Linked DNA regions of Sus scrofa: region 1 is linked to region 2. The links are chromatin contacts, called in public Hi-C maps. All regions are on one chromosome and are shown on one strand. The core of a region is the stretch at or near the end of the contact, and the rest is flanking DNA. Distances in the headings are between cores, read along the strand shown. Region 1 overlaps ACIN1 (apoptotic chromatin condensation inducer in the nucleus). Region 2 holds the start of CEBPE (CCAAT/enhancer-binding protein epsilon).

Region 1 (4,486 bases), core at 39-2,538, 51 kb after region 2:
CACTTGACAGATTAAGAAACTGATACACAGAGAGGATCAGGAACTCACCCAGTATCACACTAGTGTGGGGGTGGGCTGGGGCCTGAATTGAGCCCTAACCAATTTGACTCCAGAACTCTCAATCTCTCTGCAGACAGGGACCACTAAGTGAAAAGAAACTTTAATGTGAGGTATAAACATGATTCCTTTAGCATGAAGTTGTGTAAATTTAAGATTTTAAGCAGCAGGGAGGAAACTTCAGTCCTGGTTAAAAGTTCTGGTATTACAAATAATAATACCAAGTTTTTGGTTAAAGCTTGTATTAGTGTTAAACCTTTACTGGCATTAGGATACTAAAGCAGCCAACAAATGAACATTTTTGGGCAAACTCGGAGTGCTTTTTTGAATGGGTAGAGTCAGCTTCCCCTTTTACATTTAGTCAGAAGATACCTGTAATTAATAATTTCCATTTAGTTCCCAGTCACTTTTTGCCCACCAGATCAACCCCCGTGCCCCCCACCCCCAGCCCCAATAGCACTTCTCTCACTTCAGTTTCTTATCTGCTTCAGAGCCCTCACTTTGGAGCCCTTGCTCCAAGAAGTGGCCTTTGTGCTTCAGCTATCCGAGGTCCCTTTGCCCTGTTTATCCTTTTCCTTTATGGCTCCAGCAGACCCTGGGGCAGGGTGACCTTATTAAAGACTCTGTGAAACAAGGTTGTCTGTCATCTCTTTGGAGACACCTCTCCCCTCCTCTGCTGCTAATTCTGAAAGGCACTCTGCTTATCCACTCCTTCCATCTCAAAGAAAGGACTGGTTGGAGTAGGAACACGTGGCCATTGCTCCCATTGCTCAGGGTCAGCAACCGGTTACTGTATGGTGATTGGGTAGTGCCAAATCTCATCCCACCTCCCCACCTTGAAGCAGCTGATCTTGTTTCAGTGTTCCGTGCCTCCCCTCTTGGATAGAGGAAGGTGGGCATATTAAAAATTGCTCATGGCCCTCCACTCTGTCTCTTTCCAACTTTGCCTTTGTTATCTTCTTAGCATTTTAAACTCACTCCCAGCTCGGCTGTTTCCTTTCCTTCTATTTTCGGGGTTCTTCCAAGCAAGCAGCTGTAACTTTGTCCTCTCCACCCAGCCCCCTCACCCGCCCCCAGGGAAACAAGGAGAGAGTACCCTCTCCCTGTGGGGTTAGGCTTCAGTGGTTGTAACCCGAGAAAAGAAGGAAAAAGGCCAGGCCTATGAGCCAGCAGTGAGCTCAGAGCGGCCTGCCAGAGGCTGAGAACCTTGCTCACTCAGCGCCTCCCTCTTTTCTTTCCCCTCCCCTGCTGCAGCAGGGCCCTCCCCCATCCGCACACACGGGCTGCTGGGTAAGTGGCAAGATGGCTCCCCTGCATGTCTCCGGCTGATCGCCGCCGCTCCGCCAATACAATAGAGCCAGCCACTACCAGCAGCCTGGCCCTCTTCCTCCTCCTTCTCCGGAGAGACCAAGCCAGCTGAATTCGGGGTTTGCCGTGAGGACTTAACGCTTATCTCTTAAAAGCCAGATCTATTTTAACCTCCCCTCACCACCACCACCACCACCACCACCACCTCCCTTTCCATTTACCGTTTTTTGGATCCCCAGTTGCTACATCTTGATTTTCTCTCTCTGGATCGGGTGGCTGGGGAGGAGGTGGTGGGATCTTGGGGCAAGGAAGGTGTTTTGTTTTTTTAATTTTTTGGGATTTTTTTGTTTGGTTTTTGTTATTTCTTCCATTCCAGAAAGGGATAAACAGCACTTCCAGGGGGAGAAAAAAAATCATGTTATCAGAAAGCAAAGAAGGGTGAGAGCTGCACATTTCCATGTATCCCTTTTCCCTACTGCTCTGGCCCACCCCATCTCCCTTCTCTTCCCCATGGCTTTCATTCTGTCTTTCGTTTTGGTTTGTTTTAATCATTCTGCTTTCCCCCTTTGTCCTTCCTGCTTGATTTCTAATTGGCCCCACTTGCCCTCTCTGTGTGGGAAATAGGTATTTTTTGGATAAGCTTTTTCTTTAGATTTAGGCAGTTGAATCTCGTGTTTCTGTGGGTGCCTATTAGCTGGGGGCACAGTTCCGATTTTCCCCTCCCCACTTCCTGTGCATCTCTCCCTGCCTGCTCTGGGGAGGCTGTTCTGACCTCTGAGTGTCAGTCAGCCTGTCGAGAATGCCAAATTTTCTGTTGGTAGTTATCAACCTGGGGAGACTTGGTTTCTCCTCTCCTGAGATTTAGGCCCTCGATCATCTTGATTTGATCCCCCCACACAGTGTTTGGATGGTAATGGGGGTGAGATTGGAGATAGAAGTTAGGGGTTAAGACAGAAAAAAAGAAAATGGGAAGGTAGTTTATCTGAAGTGAACCTCTGGGATCTATTGCCTGCAGTGGGAGCTAACTTGTGTGATTCAGTGGGGTAGGGGAGTGGGTTCGGTGTTTGTGGGGGGAGATGCATGGTGTGGGGGAGGGTGTGTCCTGACTGGGAGGCCTGCTCTCTTTATCTTTTGGAAGTTGGAATGAGGGAGTGGGAGAAACTGGGCGAAAGCCGAATGTAAGAACAGTTCCTACACCTCTGAGCAGGTAAAAGTGGTCTGGTTCTTTGAGCTTTCATACTATGTCCGGCAGTTTTCATTTTTCCTTTTGGATTAGAGAGGGTCCTTGTTGAAGCTTACCCCCTCACCAGCCCTGCTCTCCCTGCAGCCCTGCCCCCACCATTTCTCCATTCCTGGTGTGTCCAGATCCCGTTGGTCAGCAGACTTTACTTACTAAGCAGTTGATTAAACACAAGGTTGGGATCATTTGCCACAGCCCTCGTTGTTCTTTCTCGTCTTTTTAAGGAATCGGACTTCCCTTAGTTTCTCATGCAATTTGGTTAAATAAAGGTGCCTGTGGCCAAGGGCTAGGGAGGCCCTGGGGTTGTGGGCAAATCACAGTCACTTCTGAGGGACTGTTTTCGGAGAGATGTGTCTCTCCTCTTCATATAAGGGTACTCTGGCGAATTACCTCAGAACAGTTGGAGTCCCAACCCCACATGCCACAGCTTTATCCCATCTGGGCAGTGAGTGGATGTGGTTGCTGTGATCTGTGCTCTTTCCCTGAGGAAGATGGGGGCAAGGTCTCTAGTCTGATCTGAAAAGCAGCCCTCCCAATCCCACCCAAGTGATGAGGCATGGGAGTTTCCTTGACCTAAAACCTAACGTCTTGTTCTCTCTTCCCCTTGGTTCTTTCCTGCCCTTCCCTCTCAACCTCACCCCATACTGACAGTGAGGAGAAGGAGGAAGTGACCATGGACACAAGTGAAAACAGACCTGAAAATGAGGTTCCAGAGCCCCCCATGCCTATTGCAGACCAAGTCAGCAATGATGACCGCCCAGAGGGCAGTGCAGAGGATGAGGAGAAGAAAGAGGTAAATATTCAAGCCACCTGCTCGGGTGGGTGGGCAGGAGTGGACCTGGGGGAAAGAGTAGACCACTCTGGTGATCCCTCTTACACAGTGGGATAGCTTAAAGAAGGGACTAGGCAAAGACTTGGATCAGGATAGGGCCAAGGGAGAATTCGCTGGTTTAGTAAGGGAGACCCCTTGTGATGGGGACAGGGCTCATTCATTCCCCTTTCCTTGTTGGGAAAGTAATGCAGTGCAGAGTCTTGGAAGTTTGTAATCACTGGGAAAGTTATCTAAAACCCTTTATCTAAAACCCAGGCTCAGCTTTCCCTGCCACCTTTTCTAGCTTCTCCCTGTGTTAACCCCTTTAGCTTTCCCTCCTTTTTAAAAGTGTGTTGGAGCTCAACGCCATCTAGTGGGCTTTGGTGGTTCTCAGCTGACCACCATGCTGAGGAATTTTTGTTCCTCATCTGCCCCCCAGTGGTCTCGTTGCAGAGATGTAGCTACTTAGAAGCCACCACCTGAAGGCCCCTTCCCCATTTTTGTGACCCCTCTACTTTTTGGCGTATGTAGTGTGTCCTGCACCCAATTCAGGGGACTCCCCCCGTCAGAGCCAGCGAAGTCTTCTTGGCTCTTAAAGTAATTAGAGAATGGATTAGCTGGGTTTGGGAGTAGGGTAACAGGGTGGGAGGGACTGTTGTGTGTGTAGCCTTTCTTTGGTGTGTGTTGCGGGGGTGGGGGCCGGTGAAAGTGATTTGATGTGCAGAATATTATTTATTACAAGGTCCTTCTTCCCCGTAAAACTTTGTCCAAGTACCTCATGTACGGTAATCCGCCCGTAAAATATAACCCTGCCCAACTGGCCAATCGCTGATGCCGCCTCTTCCTCTGGACCCACCCGCTGCTACTGAGCTGCCCAGTCAGAGCTGAGTCTGCTATCCAGGTGTCTTGGCCAGAGGGGGGCATGTGTATGGGATCCTGTGATGGGCCCCCTTTTGCCTCCCTGCCTTGCTTACATCAGGGGGCCAAGAAGAGCACTGTTCTGGAGAGACTTGTATTGAGAAAGCAAAAAGCATTTGGAAAGGGGTGGACTTGCATCATCTCCCTCTTTG
Region 2 (4,840 bases), core at 1,853-4,352:
GTTGTCACTGCGGGCGGGGTTAGATCCCTGGCCTGGGAACTTAAGCCTGCTATGGATGTGGCCAAGAAAATTTTCATATATGTCAACCCACCTGTCCTTAATTTTAGTTCAGGCAATAGAGCCATCCTAGCTGAAGATGTAACCGGCCCCACCTTCAAGGAGCAAATGGTGTGAGGGGGAAAGAAAAAAACGATGCACACAGCACATAAGCGTGCACCTCAGGGTGCATCCAGCCCACTCCGCTGGGCTACAAGCTTCTGCAGGCAGGGCTGGACCCACCAGGTCCCCAGAGCCTTCGGGTTCCCACTGTAGTGCAGTGGAAATAAATCTGACCAGTAGCCATGAGGTTTCGGGTTCCATCCCTGGCCTCACTCAATGGGTTAAGGATCCGGCATTGCCATGAGCTGTGGTATAGATCGCAGATGTGGCTATGTTCCTGTGTTGCTGTGGCTGTGGTGTAGGCCAGCAGCTGTAGCTCCGATTCGACCCCTAGCCTGAGAAACCGTATGCCACAGGTGTGGCCCGAAAAAGCCAAAAAAAAAAAAAAAAGAGAGAGAAAGAAAGAAAAGCCTTGTCCAATTGAGGCTTCAGGCAAGGCAGCAGATAGTATGCCACTTAGGAGACACAGATAAGCCCCGAAGGGGGCAGTCAGAGGAAGGCGGGAAAGGAGACTGACCGGCTGAGACCAGTTACTTTCCCTACATTATCTTATTCCAAGTTTAACTAAACAACCAACAAAGTAGGCGTTACTATTGCCTTTTTACAAGTCAGATTCAGTACCTCATTGAACGACTTTGAGACTTTGAAGGTCACCGAGCGGCAGGTGACAGAGGGGGATTTGAGCCCGGTTCTCTCTGACCTGTCACTGCCATGCTGCCTCTTTGTGGAAAAGACTCGGTGATGGAGGTGGTGTTTGAACCTGTTACAAAGTCATGAAGATAATACAGGTGCATGGTTTCAGTTAATGCACACAAGGAAAAAAATTGCAGTTGCAGGGAAAAAAAATGATCCTGCTGACCAAATGACCATGGGGGGCTTCTATCCGCTCCTGAGCAATTCTGCAGAACCCAAGGATCTCCCAGCCCTTGACTGGCACTGCTCTCCCCACCTCCTTGCGGTGCGGGCCCCTCACCCCCACCCCCCGCCCAGGCATCCAGAGCACCCCGGTTACTGGGAAACACGGCTTGTCGGTGCTCCAGCAACGTCAGCCCAGGAGATGAGAAGCCAAGATCACTTATCTCCCCCACGGCTGCCGGCTGAGCTCCCGAGTTTTTTCATTTCCTGCCGGCCTATTTGCACACCTCCTGCTTCCTCCAGTGCCTGCTCCCTTGCTCCTGACGCAGTCTCCCCCTCCCCCTAGGGTGGCCAACTGGGGTCAAAGAAGGCTCTCTGAGTCACACAGCTCCCCCTTTCCCCTTCCTTTCACCCCCTGGGGGGTTGCAAGAACTAGACTATTACCCTTTCCTCAGGTTGATGCCACATCCTTGCATGACCTTGGGCGGCTCAGTCTCTCAGCCTTGTTTTCCTCCTTTATAAAGCAGGGATAAAAATACCATCTGTCTTGCTTACTTTCCTATTTAATTCACAGGCAAATGGTCTGCAAGGAAAAGCGTATGTTTCAGTAATCGAAAAAGCATAACACCAGAAATGGCAAGGCCTTAACTATCGTCACTATTTGGGGTGTCATTTCTCCTCATGAAGACAAGGGCCTGGCCCCAGTCTTCTCTGCCTGCACGCTCTTCCTGCAACTGCACTGCGAGCCCCATCTCAGCCATGTTTCCTCTTCCTCCTTCCAGGCGTCTGGCCCTTGCCAGGGCTGTGGGAAGCTGCCCTCTGCCGGCTACCTGATTCCTGACTGCAGCAGCCCCTCAAGTCCTGAATTTTGGACGAATATTACCACCTGGTGGTTAAATGAGACACTGCTGCCAAACTGAAGCAGCTCAGCTCTGAGACCTGTTTGTCACAGGGTCCTTTGAAATGGAGAGAAGGCAGAAATCTCCCCCATCTGGGTACCTGAGCTCTGTCTCTTGGATGCAAGCAGATCTCCCCATGCCAGCTCGGGACCTTCAGAGAAAGTACCTCAGACTGTACACAGAAAGCTCCTGGGGGAGTTCCTGTCGTGGCTCAGTGGTTAACGAACATGACAAATATCCATGAGGACGAGGGTTCGATCCCTGGCCTTGCTCAGTGGATTAAGGACCCATTGTTGCCATGAGCTGTGGTGTAGGTCACAGACGCGGCTCAGATCTGGCATTGCTGTGGCTGTGGCATAGGCCAGTGGCTACAGCTCTGATTGGATCCCTGGCCTGGGAACCTCCATATTGCTGTGGGAGTGGCCCAAGAAATGGCAAAAAGACAAAAAAAAAAAAAAAAAAAAAAAGAAAGAAAGAAAAAAGAAAGAAAGAGAGAGAGAAAGCAAGCAAGCAAGCAAGCAAGCAAGCTCCTGGGGGAGGTGGAGGGAGGGGATGCTAAGTAGAGGGGTAGCTTGCCTGATTTGCAGGGAGCCCTGTCTCAGGCTGCCTACGTTATCTTTATTTATTTGCTTTTTGTTTTTCAGGGCCACACCCACAGCATATGGAGGTTCCCAGGCTAGAGGTCTAATCAGAGCTGTAGCCGACGGCCTACACCAGAGCCACAGCGACACCAGATCTGACCCACATCTGCAAACTACACCACAGTTCACAGCAATGCTGGATCCTTAACCCACTGAGCGAGACCAAGAATCGAATCCACATTCTCATGGACTGTAGTCGGATTCTTTTTTTTTTTTGGTCTTTTTGCTATTTCTTGGGCCGCTCCCACGCCATATGGAGGTTCCCAGGCTAGGGGTCCAATCGGAGCTGTAGCCACCGGCCTACACCAGAGCCACAGCAACGTGGGATCCGAGCCACGCACGTCTGCAACCTACACCACAGCTCATGGCAACGCCGGATCGTTAACCCACTGAGCAAGGGCAGGGACCGAACCCACAACCTCATGGTTCCTAGTCGGATTCATTAACCACTGCGCCACGACAGGAACTCCAGTAGTCGGATTCTTAACCTGCTGAGCCACAATGGGAATTCCTGCCTACTTTTTTTAGCATTTAGTGCCACATGTAGCTGCTCCGCATTTGCCCCCTTATGGCCTGACCCTTGGTGTGCCTGACTTATTAAACCTTCTGGCCTCCACAGGGCACGGACAGAATTTGCTGGTGACAAAGATCCAGTAACATATTTCCACATGTCCTTTCCTTTGCACCGCACCCAGAGTCCCTTTTGCAGATACAACAGGTAAAAGCAGGGCCACAGCAAGTGCCTCTGACAGGAGGGAGTGGGGAGTTCCCAGAGGAAAGAGAAAAGGGAAGAGAGAGGGGGCCCAGCCTGAGACCAAAAGTGCAGAGCGAGCCATGGGCTTCTCCTGGAGACCCTGAAACAGAGCCCCAGGAAGAGGTGATGACAAAAGAGAAGGCTTCTCAACCCTCACAAGAGGAAGTGGACCCAAGAGACACGCATAGAGGTCAGAGAACGGCCATGCAGAAGGAAAAACAGCAAACCGAGCTGCAGCGAGCGCCTGAGCCCTGCGGCCCAGGCACAGGAAGCGGGCAGAGCCCTCAGGACCCAAGGAGGGCAGAGCGCCAGCCTGAAGCTCTGGCAGTGCAGGCCGGACGCTGGAACCACGAGAGGAATGTAGCTGCCAGTTCCTGGGGCAGCAGCCTGCTGGGCCCTGGAGCACAGGGCCTAAGCCCTGAGCAGGTGCCTCAGCCAAGCCTGGGCAGTCACAGCCCATGCCAGGCTGCTAGCGCTGGCCCAGGCTGGAAACACGTGAGGGCTTGGGCTCTTGCACAGAGCCGGTGCAAAAACCTAGCAAAAGAGCCTCCTCTGCATCATGAGACGGGGCCTCGTATAAGGCTTAGTCCCAGGCTGATAACTACTTCCTAGACCCCTCAAACAACACCCCTTGGCCTGCACCCCGGAGAGTGGCTCAGAGAGGTGGGGCTACAAAAGGAACTGAGCGGCCCTGGGGGTAGGTGGAGCCCAGCCCTGGGAGGTGGGGGGGACTGAGAGGGAGGCGTGTCAAGGGAGGAGCTCAGATCAGGCTGGGGGTCGGCACTGGGAGAGGGTTTTCTCTGTTCGTTCTGACGGGGCACTCATTCTGCACAGGACTTTTTGGAAGTCGGAGGGAGGAGGACACTCAGAGTGAGGGGTTGCCCTCAACGGGGATTCCAGAATCTCCCGGACTCGAATGAGAGGGGGAGGCCTCTTCCCAGAAGCATCAGCTTCTGGGCATCTCAGAACCCTGGCTCAAGCCTGACCAGAGTGCCCCCCTACTGCGAAACAGGCCAGGGCCCCCATTTCTCTAAGGCCTGCATCCCTCCCTCCGGGGTGCGCCCTGCCCCTCCCTGAGTCACCCCAGGGAGAGAGGGGAAAAAAGGGAAGAGAAAAGAGGCATTGACTACAGAGGAAGGAAAAGGAAACAGCAGAGGAGGGAGGAGAGGCCACGCAGGAGTGGGTGACAGAGGAGATCAGAGAGGGCAGATCTAGGGCAGATCTAGGGCAGGGGGAGATAGCAAGCCGAGCATCCCAAAGGGCGCCCCAAGAGCAGGCCGCCAGGGGCGGGGAGCTGAGGGGGCGGGCCGGCCATGTCCCACGGGACCTACTACGAGTGTGAGCCCCGGGCTGGCCAGCAGCCACTCGAGTTCTCGGGGGCCCGAGCGGGGCCTGGGGAGCTAGGGGACATGTGTGAGCATGAGGCCTCCATCGACCTATCTGCCTACATCGAATCTGGGGAGGAACAGCTCCTCTCCGACCTCTTCGCTGTGAAGCCAGCACCTGAGGCCCGAGGCCTGAAGGGCCCCGGA

Evidence for each region. Hi-C and Micro-C count contacts between places; a contact is called where the count stands out from the background.
Region 1: a contact with region 2 is called in a Hi-C map of skeletal muscle, with 4 times the contacts expected there. The contact joins the enhancer-like site here to the promoter of CEBPE in region 2. A contact is called at or near these places in 1 of 5 promoter capture datasets (fetal liver), 23 of 47 Hi-C or Micro-C datasets (adipose tissue, alveolar macrophages, blood and 11 more) and 2 of 2 datasets of contacts at active chromatin or transcription factors (alveolar macrophages and skeletal muscle).

What each region holds. Positions count from the first base shown.
Region 1 is chr7:75,976,098-75,980,583 of Sscrofa11.1, forward strand. ACIN1 (apoptotic chromatin condensation inducer in the nucleus) reads left to right here. Exons shown (of 19, transcript XM_021099243.1): 9 at 3,257-3,398. Among named protein-coding and RNA genes, the nearest start is that of CDH24, 14 kb to the right of the region's middle. Within about 2 kb of position 1,289, at least 71 of the 83 cell types and tissues checked have an H3K27ac peak or open chromatin away from gene starts, as enhancers often do. A contact at or near this core is called in adipose tissue, alveolar macrophages, embryonic fibroblasts and 7 more, where this site is marked.
Region 2 is chr7:75,923,550-75,928,389 of Sscrofa11.1, forward strand. It overlaps CEBPE (CCAAT/enhancer-binding protein epsilon), which reads left to right and starts at 3,103. Exons shown (of 2, transcript XM_001924414.4): 1 at 3,103-4,840. The coding sequence starts at 4,622.